Linked DNA regions of Pan troglodytes: region 1 is linked to region 2. A link is a contact called in public HiChIP or PLAC-seq data. All regions are on one chromosome and are shown on one strand. The core of a region is the stretch at or near the end of the contact, and the rest is flanking DNA. Distances in the headings are between cores, read along the strand shown.

Evidence for each region. HiChIP or PLAC-seq counts read pairs in DNA pulled down with a chosen protein or histone mark.
Region 1: a contact with region 2 is called in an H3K4me3 HiChIP or PLAC-seq map of stem cell-derived excitatory neurons, with 11 times the contacts expected there. The contact joins the promoter of HAP1 here to the promoter of KLHL11 in region 2. A contact is called at or near these places in 2 of 7 Hi-C or Micro-C datasets (induced pluripotent stem cells and stem cell-derived neural progenitor cells) and 1 of 1 datasets of contacts at active chromatin or transcription factors (stem cell-derived excitatory neurons).

The regions. Positions count from the first base shown.
Region 1 is chr19:26,403,554-26,409,257 of NHGRI_mPanTro3-v2.0_pri, forward strand. HAP1 (huntingtin associated protein 1) reads left to right here and starts at 1,572. Exons shown (of 10, transcript XM_054670901.2): 1 at 1,572-4,245; 2 at 5,595-5,674. The coding sequence starts at 3,777.
Region 2 is chr19:26,271,243-26,276,827 of NHGRI_mPanTro3-v2.0_pri, forward strand. It overlaps KLHL11 (kelch like family member 11), which reads left to right and starts at 4,059. Exons shown (of 2, transcript XM_016931798.4): 1 at 4,059-5,585. The coding sequence starts at 5,338. It overlaps ACLY (ATP citrate lyase), which reads left to right. Exons shown (of 28, transcript XM_063798578.1): 25 at 1,386-1,499; 26 at 1,853-1,935; 27 at 2,189-2,265; 28 at 3,064-4,048. The coding sequence ends at 3,158.

The sequences.
Region 1 (5,704 bases), core at 322-2,821, 130 kb after region 2:
GACAGGAGGCCGAGGGTCTTTGCTGTGTCTGATTTCTCCCCCTAGACGAGAAGCAGGAGAGGGAGGGGGTGGTTGACAGAGGAAAACCACTTGAGAGGCCTGGATCAGAGACCACCCCCAGTCTCCTGGACAGCCCTAGGCTGTGGAAAGGCAGATATCTGTCAGCCAGGCCAAAATGCTCACTTCCAGAATGACGGGCCCCGAGCCCTGGTTTCTCCATTTGTAAAATGGAGTCTCTGTCCCTACTCCACCTGCTGTGGGGCGACTGAGCCTGTAGGTGAGGAAGCCACGGGGGGAGGTATACGGGCTGACACTGCCCTCTGGTGGCCGTAGCCAGAGTTGCTGGCTGCCAGTGCGCTGACCTAGAGGGTGTGGTCAGCTGGGGGAGCTTTCAGGGTCTCCTAACTTCATCTCTGTCTTCTCCATCCCACTGCCTCTGCCTTCTTCCCCGTCAAACTCTCCAGGGGTTTCCCAGGGCTTCTTCCTCATGGGCCAGAAACAATTTAATTCAGCAGGAGTGTAATAGGCTTCTTCTGTATGCCCTGTTCTGTGCTTGGTGGTTGGGGCTGCAGAGATGTCCAAGGCACAGAGAGACAGTCCAGGAAGCTGGGCTGTGGGAGGACCACTCGGCAGAGCCTACGGAGCTGCAGCCTCACGGAAGCCTGGGCTGTGCCGATGCCCGAACAGCCATCTCCTTATGTTCTTCAACCTCACTGTCGTAGCAAACCCTGGGGTTGTGTGTCTCCTTCAAGCTTTCTGCTGACAAAGAAACCACAGGAAACATCCAGACTTTGGGCTGGGCACAGTGGCTCACGCCTGTAATCCCAGCACTTTGGGAGACCAAGGGGGAGGCGGATCACGTGAGGTCGGGAGTTCGAGACCAGCCTGACCAACATGGAAAAACCCCGTCTCTACTAAAAAGACAAAAGTAGCCGGATGTTGTGACGCATGTTATTGGGGAGGCTGAGGCAGAGGCAGGAGAATTGCCTGAACACGGGAGGTGGAGGATGTGGTGAGCCGAGATCATGCCATTGCACTCCAGCCTGGGGCAACAAGAGTGAAACTCCATCTCAAAAAAAGAAAAAAGAAAGAAAGAAAGAAAGAAAATAAAACATGCAGACTTTGAACAAGGAGGAGAACGGTTATGTTATGAAAGTTCCTCCATTTCCAGAAGTATTCTGGGAGATATGCTCTCTTTTCTGCACCTGTTTTCTCCTCCCTGAGGGAACATTTCCATCAGCATGTAAACATATTGTCCTCTCTCCCATCTTCAAAGCACACTCCCCAGCACTCATGTCCTCCTTCAGCTCCTGTGCCCTTTTCCAGCTCTCCTTTGTTGCAGATTTCTTCAATACGGTTTTCTATACTGTCTCCCTCCCTCCCTCCCTCCCTCCCTTCCTTCCTCCCTCCCTCCCTCCTTCCTTCCTTCTGACAGGGTCTTGCTCTGTCACCCAGGCTGGAGTGCAGCCTCGACCTGTGCTCAGGTGATCCTCCCACTTCAGCCCCTGAAGTAGTACAGGTATGCACCACCATGCCCAGCTTTTTTTTTTTTTTTCTGAGAGGGAGTTTTGCTCTTGTCGCCCAGGTTGGAGTGCAATGGCGCAATCTCGGCTCACTGCAACCTCCGCCTCCCGGGTTCAAGTGATTCTCCTGAGTACCTGGGATTACAGGCACCCGTCACCATGCTCAACTAATTTTTTGTATTTTTAGTAGAGACGGGGTTTCACTATGTTGGCCAGGCTGGTATCGAAATCCTGACCTCAGGCGATCCACCCGCCTAGGCTTCCCAAAGTGCTGGGATTACAGGTGTGAGTCACTGCGCCCGGCCAATGTTTGTATTTTTTTGTAGCGAAAGGGTTTTGCCATGTTGCCCAGGTTGGCCTCAAATTCCTGGGCTCAAGCAATTCACCCTCCTAAGCCTCCCAAAGTGCTGGGATTATAGGTGTGAGCCACAGCGCCTAGCCTTCTTTCTGTTTTCATTTTGTTACCTCTCGTTATTTCCTCACTCCTCTTTGGTCTCTCTCACCCCCTCTACCAAGACCGCTCTTTTTTTTTTTTTTTTTTTTTTTTTTTTTGAGACAAGTCTTGCTCTGTCGCCCAGGCTGGAGTGCAGTGGTGCAATCTCGGCTCACTGAAACTTCTGCCTCCTGGGTTCAAGCAATTCTCCTGCCTCAGCCTTCCAAGTAGCTGGGCTTACAGGCTTGTTCCACCACACCGAGCTAATTTTTGTATTTTAGTAGAGATGGGGTTTCACTATGTTGGCCGGGTTGGTCTCAAACTCCTGACCTCAGGTGATCCACCTGCCTTGGCTTCCCAGAGTGCTAGGATTACAGGTGTGAGCCACTGTGCCTGGCCCCCAAGACCACTCTTGCCGAGGCCATGACCCCAGCTCACCAAGGTTGCCCATGACCCCAGTTTGCCAAGCTGAGTCTCTGTCCTCAGTCTTTGCCTGGCCCAACAGCACCACCCAACACAGGTGGCCACTCTCTACATGAAACATTTTCTTTACTTTCTAGGACCCAACTTTCCTGGTTTTCCTCTACTTCACTGCCCCACTCATCCCAGTCTTCCTTTTGATGCCTCCTCTTCTTCTTTCTGCCCTCTGAATCCTAGGGGGGTTAGTCCTGTGCGCTCTTATCTGTCTTCTCTCAGTCTCCTGGGGATCTCACCAGTCTCATAGCTTTAAATGGTCATCAAAGAACAATGACTCCTACATTTAAATCTCCAGCCCGGTCTCTCCCCTACACTCAGATTTATACATCTAATTGTCTACCCAACATTTCCAGTAGGATACTTAAAAAAAAAAGTATTCTATTTATTTATTTATTTTGAGGGGGAGGCTCGCTCTGTAGCCCCAGCTGGAGTGCATTGGCACAATTTCGGTTCACTGCAACCTCTACCTTCCAGGTTCAAGCAGTTCTCCTGCCTCAGCCTCTTGAGTAGCTGGGACTACAGGCACACGCCACCATGCTTGGCTAATTTTTGTATTTTTAGTAGAGACAGGGTTTCACCAGGTGGCCAGGCTTGTCTGGAACTCCTGACCTCAGGTGATTCGCCTGCCCCGGCCTCCCAAAGTGCTGGGATTACAGGCGTGAGCCACTGCGCCCGGCTACAGGGAGACTTTTAAGCGGCGTCTCCCAAGAACAGGGGTTCGCCAGCATGGCAAGAGGAGGGCAAAGCGAATTAGGGTAGGAGGTGAAGAACAGTTAATCCAATCAAATGGAAGACGTCGAGTGGCGCGAGCACTGGGGTGTGAGCGCGAGGGTCAGGGTTCCAGCGCCAGGCAGGGTTGCAGCACGTTGGAAGCGAACTGGAGTTTGGAATGTCTCTCCCAGTCAACCGGGAAAGACGCAGCGCTGCCCTAATGCACTGGCCACCCCAGACCGTATGCACAACGTTGGGTTGGCAGCTTCTACACCAGGAAAGGCACCCGAAACCCCGGCGCGGCAGCTGGGGAGGGGCTGCCCCCAGCCAGGCACCCGCGAGTCCTGGGGCAGCCGCGGCTTTGGGCAGAACCATTCTCCGGAGATGGAGAGGGCAGAAAAAATCTTTCGCTCCCATCCCAACTCGGAGCCATCCGGAACTTGCACTCGCCCTTCTTGCCCTCCTTTTCTTACTGTGCTCTGTTCCGTCACCACTAGCTCCCCTCCCGCGCGGCTCTGAGTCCCGCTTGCCACTAGTTGCTTCTCGGCAGCCCCCACCCCTACGCGTGGTCCGGCCCGGCGGCTGGCGCAGGTTATAAAGGTCCCGCCGCAGCAGCGGACAGCTGACTCGAGATGCGCCCGAAGAGGTCGGGCCGGTGCTGCGCGGGGAGCCGGCTCGGACCCGGGGACCCAGCAGCCCTCACCTGTGCACCTTCGCCCTCAGCCAGTCCCGCTCCGGAGCCCTCTGCGCAGCCGCAGGCACGGGGCACTGGACAGAGAGCAGGATCCCTAGCCGCCTCTGGATCCCAGTTCCTCTCGGAAGCCCGCACCGGAGCTCGCCCGGCCTCCGAGGCTGGAGCCAAGGCAGGAGCCCGGCGCCCGTCCGCATTCTCGGCCATCCAAGGGGATGTCCGGTCTATGCCCGACAATTCGGACGCGCCGTGGACCCGCTTCGTATTCCAAGGGCCGTTTGGTTCCCGGGCCACTGGCCGGGGGACTGGAAAGGCAGCGGGCATCTGGAAGACGCCAGCCTCCTACGTTGGCCGGCGACCCGGGGTGTCCGGCCCTGAGCGCGCCGCCTTTATTCGGGAGCTGGAGGAAGGTAAATCGGGCCCCCGGGGTCCTGGACGGGGTGGGGACTGGGGCAACTCCAGGGAGGAAGTGGCCCCATCGGGTCCAGGCGCCCCGCCCCCTCTAGCACTCAGTGTCACCCGTCCACCACCCCCGCGATGTCACTGCGGTGTCTGGTCGCCCCTTCTCCATCTCCTCCTCTGCTCTTGTCCCCTGGTTTGTGCCCGTGAGTCAGGTTCTGGGGCCTGCACGCTCGCCCACCCACCTCCACGCGCCTCTTGCTGCGGCAGATCTGCACCCCCTCAGCGCCCCTCTCCTGGGTCTACCGCAGTGCCAGGAGAGGGGCGGGGGGCTGCGGGAGGGCGCTGTCCCGCGCGCTCTGAGCCTGCGCTGGCCGACCGGGCTTGCGTGCGATGGAGGGGTGGGTGGGCGGGCGGAGGGGGAAGTTTTGCCCACTTTTTGGTTGCGGTTATGGGGGCAAAGTCGCGCTCTTTTCCTGCCCCTTGTCTCTCCTATCCTCCTGCGGGTCGGGGGAGATCTCTGGATTGGGCCTAGAGGCTCGAGTGTCTCCTAATCTGGTGAAGTCTTCCTCCTGTCCTCTGCACACGCAACAGGTGCAGGGTGAGTGGCTGCATCTGTTTGTATGACCCAGGAGACTCCATTGCACTGCCTCCTGGGTAGGGGGTGATGAGCCAGTCTGAGGCTGTACTTCCCCTGGCTGTCTCCATTCTAGGCGCCAGGGACCCAGGTGTCCGGAGAGCCCAGTTTCTGAGCCTGGAGGACTGTGACCCCCTTACCTCAGGCTCCTACAGGGGTAAAAAAAAAAAAAAAAAAAGCCGGGCGCGGTGGCTGACGCCTGTAATCCCAGCCAGCACTTTGGCAGGCCGAGGCGGGCGGATCGCTAGGTCAGGAGTTCGAGACCAGCCTGGCCAACATGGTGAAACCCCGTCTCTACTAAAAATACAAAAATAAGCTGGGCGTGGTGGTGGGCGTGTATAACCCCAGCTACGGGAGGTTGAGGCAGGAGAATTGCTTGAATCTGGGAGGCAGACGTTGCAGTGAGCTGAGATCTCGCCATCGCACTCCAGCCTGGAGGACAAGAGCAAGGCTTTGTCTAAAAAAAAAAAAACAAAAAAACCCCCCCAAAAACCCCAAAAACCTAAAAACCCTGTCCGCTTGGCCCTGGGAGCAGGGAAGGGAGTGTTGAGTGCCGAGGGGTAAGGGGAGGATGTGGGGGGCAGGAGGGGAGCCCAGTCTTCTCTCCCGATGACCCTTGTTGGAGAACTGACGATAGGACGGGAAACAGCTGTTTGCTGGTAGCATCTGCTCCTTTTTCCTGACCTGGCTGGGCCTTTTCTCCCCACCTGCCGCCTCCTGCAGCACTGTGTCCTAACCTACCTCTGCCAGTCAAAAAGATCACCCAGGAAGACGTCAAAGTGATGTTATATTTGCTGGAGGAGGTGTGTACTGCCTTCCTGATCCAGGCAGGC
Region 2 (5,585 bases), core at 2,809-5,308:
CACACTACATCCACTGAGGGTTTGCTGTGCCTGTTCTCTGCCATCTGTGCCGAAGGAACAGCCGCCGTCTGGGATGTGCTGGCCTCACGTCAGCAGGATAACAGCAATGGCAGGACCACGTGCAGGCTCTTAAAGCCTTACATGATTCACCTTCACTCACATTTCATTGGCCACCGCAAGTCAAGTGGTTATTTGTGACATCACTGGGGCAGGAAGAGTGATAATATCAAGGCATATCTGATTGGGAGAGACCAGTGGGAAAGGACAGTAAATATTTGAAACAGTTTATATAGTCTCACACAGGGCCGGTCATTTCTATGTCCTTATATTGTGCTGTGGTTAGAAACCGAAGAGCAAGAGATGAGGTCACTGGCAGCTGCTCAGGGCCTTATGGGGACAACTCCTTAGTAGATCCCTTTACCCTGGGCTCCTTGGCTCTGTAGCTCCAGCAACCTCATTTATTTGGTCACTCCACTGGCCTAGGTGGGGAGTATTAACACGAAGGTCATGCATGTGATTCAGGACACCACCTTCTAGGCAGCCAAACACTTGGCCATCTCAGGTGATACCCAGAGGTTGCTTGATGAGCAAGGACCAGCTCAGAACCAAGCAGGGAAGGTGGGTGGCTCTGAGGGACATTCCATCCAGGACTTGCTGGACTTTGCTCAGCCAGCCCCAGCTCCTGAGCATATAACAACATGCCTATGTACAGCACAGAGCCTCTTTCTAAGATAATGCTAGACTTGCACTCCACACTCACTCATTCACTCTTTGAGCTCCCCGCTTTCTAGAGGATGTACTGACCCAGCTATCTCTTTTGCTGAGGGCTGAAGTTGTTTTGGTATTCGATTTGGTATGTCCCTAGATCATCTTCCTCCCCCACTGACAGGTGGTTAATTTCATTCACAGCAGGTCTAGAGTTTTTCCTAAAATTTTGGGAATACTTTGCCTCCCCACACTCAACACGTGTTTGTTTAGTGTTGAACTTTGTCACAGCTTGAGTAGGCACAGAGCTGGCGGGGGCATGGCTGGAGGCTGGAACCTAAGACTCTTGAGTTGGAGAGTGGTTAACTTTCAGACCTCTGCTGCTCAACACTGTAGGACCTGGCCAGTTCCCTGAACATCTCAGGGCTCAGTTTCTTCCTTGCAACTTAAAAGTGAGAACCTGCCAAGGTTGTTTTGTGTCCCAACTGAGATGTGAGAGGACTTCAAAAGCCAGCCTCATGGCATTAGCACAATTGGTGCCACATGGAATGGTACACGTGGGCCAGGTTCCTGAATCGCCGCTGGGATATGTCCAGTTCTACCTACCTGTAACACAAGTATGAACAAACACATCCCAGCAGTGTGTGAGTGTTCCTCTGTACCGTTGGGTTCATTTCTAGATAAACAACCCAGACATGCGAGTGCAGATCCTCAAAGATTACGTCAGGCAGCACTTCCCTGCCACTCCTCTGCTCGATTATGCACTGGAAGTAGAGAAGATTACCACCTCGAAGGTAACAAAGAAAAAACTTCCTAATTCCCTAATATTACGTTGGACAAGTTTATTGGAGGAAATAGGAGCCACGTTACATTTTGATTATGCAGCTAAAAGCAAACCTAGTTTTCTGGAAATGTTATTTTTGTTTCATAACTAAATTTAACAGACATGCACTAAATGTCAACTAGGTGTTGGGTACTTTGCTAGATGCTGGGAATTGAACTGAGTCAGACACAGTGTCAACCAGTGGGGCTGGTAGAAGGTTTTAAAATGATGGTCACAATTCGTAGTAATAGTAGTGACAGTGGAAAATTATGAAGAAAAAATGAGAAATAATGATAAATGCTTTGAATTTTTTTGCCTTCCCAGAAGCCAAATCTTATCCTGAATGTAGATGGTCTCATCGGAGTCGCATTTGTAGACATGCTTAGAAACTGTGGGTCCTTTACTCGGTGAGCATTGCAGCTGTTTTCTTCTTCATTACGTTTGTTGATTTTTGTTGTTTCCTCCGAACTATAAAAGTAATGCATACTCAGAATATTTGAAAAATAAGGAGAGGTATAAAGAAGAAAACAAAAATTGCCTGTAATGCTACCACCCAGAGCACCCCTTTTCTTCTCATTCTTGGGCAGTAGTAGTACTGTCTGTGGGGAGGAGGGCAGTCACGTGAGCCTTTTAAAACTACAAGTTGATTGTGTGTTGCAGGGAGGAAGCTGATGAATATATTGACATTGGAGCCCTCAATGGCATCTTTGTGCTGGGAAGGAGTATGGGCTTCATTGGTGAGTCCGTTCGTTGTTGTTTTAAGTGTTTTTTTTTAAACCCCACGGTTCAGCTACACCACTTACCCATGGGGTTGAGTTTCTTTTTTTTTTTTTTTCTTTTTTAATTTTCTTTTTGTGGTTCAGTTTCTACAGAAGAAATGTCATATCCTCTTAATCATTGTTCTTAATCTTTCCTTTCTTACTTTAACCTTTCCCCTTATCTTTATCATTGTTCCTTTGTTCTTAGAAATGATTGCTAGCCCAGGAAATTTTTTTTTTTTTTTTTTTTGAGACTGAGTCTTGCTCTGTCACCGGGCTGGAGTGCAGTGGCGCGGTCTCAGCTCACTGCAACCTCCGCCTCCCGGGTTCAAGCGATTCTCCTGCCTCAGCCTCCCAAGCAGCTGGGACTACAGGCGCATGCCACCACGCCTGGCTAATTTTTTGTATTTTTAGTAGAGACGGGGTTTCACCATGTTAGCCAGGATGGTCTCGATCTCCCAACCTCGTGATCTGCCCACCTCGGCCTCCCAAAGTGCTGGGATTACAGGCGTGAGCCACCGTGCCCGGCCTATTTTTATTATTTATTTTATTTTTTCCCTTTAAAATTTTGTTTTAATTTAAAGGAAAATAGAATCAGATCCAACAGCTCCCTTGTACAAAGTCCGCCTCATCTACCTATACAGTGGATTTGGACTAAACTTCCCACTGCTTTGTGTCTACTTTTTTTGTGTGTTAGAAAGATTTCCCTTCCTTAGCCTCTTCCTCTCACCAGGCTTATGAAGCTCTAATAAAAAAGATGTGTTTGCTTCATTTTAGGACACTATCTTGATCAGAAGAGGCTGAAGCAGGGGCTGTATCGTCATCCGTGGGATGATATTTCATATGTTCTTCCGGAACACATGAGCATGTAACAGAGCCAGGAACCCTACTGCAGTAAACTGAAGACAAGAACTCCTCCCCCAGGAAAAAGTGTACAGACAGCTGGCAGTGGAGCCTGCTTTATTTAGCAGGGGCCTGGAATGTAAACAGCCACTGGGGTACAGGCACCGAAGACCAACATCCACAGGCTAACACCCCTTCAGTCCACACAAAGAAGCTTCATATTTTTTTTTATAAGCATAGAAATAAAAACCAAGCCAATATTTGTGACTTTGCTCTGCTACCTGCTGTATTTATTATATGGAAGCATCTAAGTACTGTCAGGATGGGGTCTTCCTCATTGTAGGGCGTTAGGATGTTGCTTTCTTTTTCCATTAGTTAAACATTTTTTTCTCCTTTGGAGGAAGGGAATGAAACATTTATGGCCTCAAGATACTATACATTTAAAGCACCCCAATGTCTCTTTTTTTTTTTTACTTCCCTTTCTTCTTCCTTATATAACATGAAGAACATTGTATTAATCTGATTTTTAAAGATCTTTTTGTATGTTATGTGTTAAGGGCTTGTTTGGTATCCCACTGAAATGTTCTGTGTTGCAGACCAGAGTCTGTTTATGTCAGGGGGATGGGGCCATTGCATCCTTAGCCATTGTCACAAAATATGTGGAGTAGTAACTTAATATGTAAAGTTGTAACATACATACATTTAAAATGGAAATGCAGAAAGCTGTGAAATGTCTTGTGTGTTATGTTCTCTGTATTTATGCAGCTGATTTGTCTGTCTGTAACTGAAGTGTGGGTCCAAGGACTCCTAACTACTTTGCATCTGTAATCCACAAAGATTCTGGGCAGCTGCCACCTCAGTCTCTTCTCTGTATTATCATAGTCTGGTTTAAATAAACTATATAGTAACAATGAAGGCATACTGCTGGCTCCTGGCATCCATATCCTTTGATCTGTATTCCTTTGTAACTGTACTTTTTTCCAGACAGGGTATCACTCTGCCGCCCCAGGGCTGGAGTACAGTGGCACCATCACAGCTCACTGCAGCCTCCATCTCCTGGGCTCAAGCAGTCCTCCCACTCCAGCCTCCCAAGTAGCTGGGACTACAGGAGCATACCACCACTCCAGGCTAACTTTTGTATTTTTTGTGGAGATAAGGTTTTGCTGTATTTCCCAGGCTGGTCTGGAACTCATGGACTCAAGCAATCCATCCTCCTTGGCGTCCCAAAGTGCTGTTACAGGCGTGAGCCACTGTGCCTGGCCTGGCCTGAACTGTACTAATAGTTTCAGTATATATGGTTTTAAAAATGCTCATCTACGGTCAGGCGTGGTGGCTCATGCCTGTAATCCCAGCACTTTGGGAGGCCGAGGCGGGTGGATCACGAGGTCAGCAGATGGAGACCATCCTGGCTAACACGGTGAAACCCCGTCTCTATTAAAAATACAAAAACTTAGCCAGGCATGGTGGCGGGCGCCTGTAGTCTCAGCTACTCTGGAGGCTGAGGCAGGAGAATGGCGTGAACCCGGGAGGCGGGGGTTGCAGTGAGCCGAGACCGGGCCACTGCACTCCAGCCTGGGCGACAGAGCGAGACTCCGTCTCAAAAAAAAAAAAATTAGCCTGGAGTGGTGGCGGGCGCCTGTAGTCCCAGCTACTCGGGAGGCTGAGGCACAAGAATCGCTTGAACCCGGGTGGCGGAGGTTGCAATAAGCGAAGAGCGCGCCACTGCGCTCCAGCCTGGGCAACAGAGCGAGACTCCGTCTCAAAAAAAAAACAACAACAAAAAACCCAAAACAAAAACAAAAACAAACAAAAAAAAACGGATAACGAGTAACTCATTCATCCCTCATCCACTTAGCTGGGGCTAGATCTTATAAAAATCCTGTATTGCCACTCAAGGCTTTAACAACAGGTAATGGTCTAAGGTGGCTTTACTCGACAAAATGACTGCAGAGAGCATGCTACCCACTAAGGAAAGGAAGCGAGCCATCCTCGCACCGACGCCCTGGGGCGAAGTCTTCTGGACTGGGCGACTGTTACTGACGGACCTCACCAAGGCAGGCAGAGCTGCTGGAGGCGAGGCGGCGCATGTGCGGCCGGCGGGCGACCTGGCCCCGCCCCGCGCGCACTATTTAATCCCAGAATCCCTCTGTGTCGCACCAACGGCCGCATCGTTCCGAGGCTGTGGAGGCCGGGCGCAGCGGCGTCAAGATGGCGGCTGCGGCAGTGGCGGCGGCGGCGGCGGCGGCCGCGGCTGCATCTCTTCAGGTACTGGAGATGGAGAGCATGGAGACGGCCGCCGCCGGCTCGGCAGGACTGGCCGCCGAGGTCCGAGGCAGCGGCACGGTGGACTTCGGGCCTGGGCCGGGGATCTCTGCAATGGAGGCGAGCGGGGGCGATCCGGGCCCAGAAGCCGAGGATTTCGAGTGCAGCTCTCACTGCTCAGAGCTGTCCTGGCG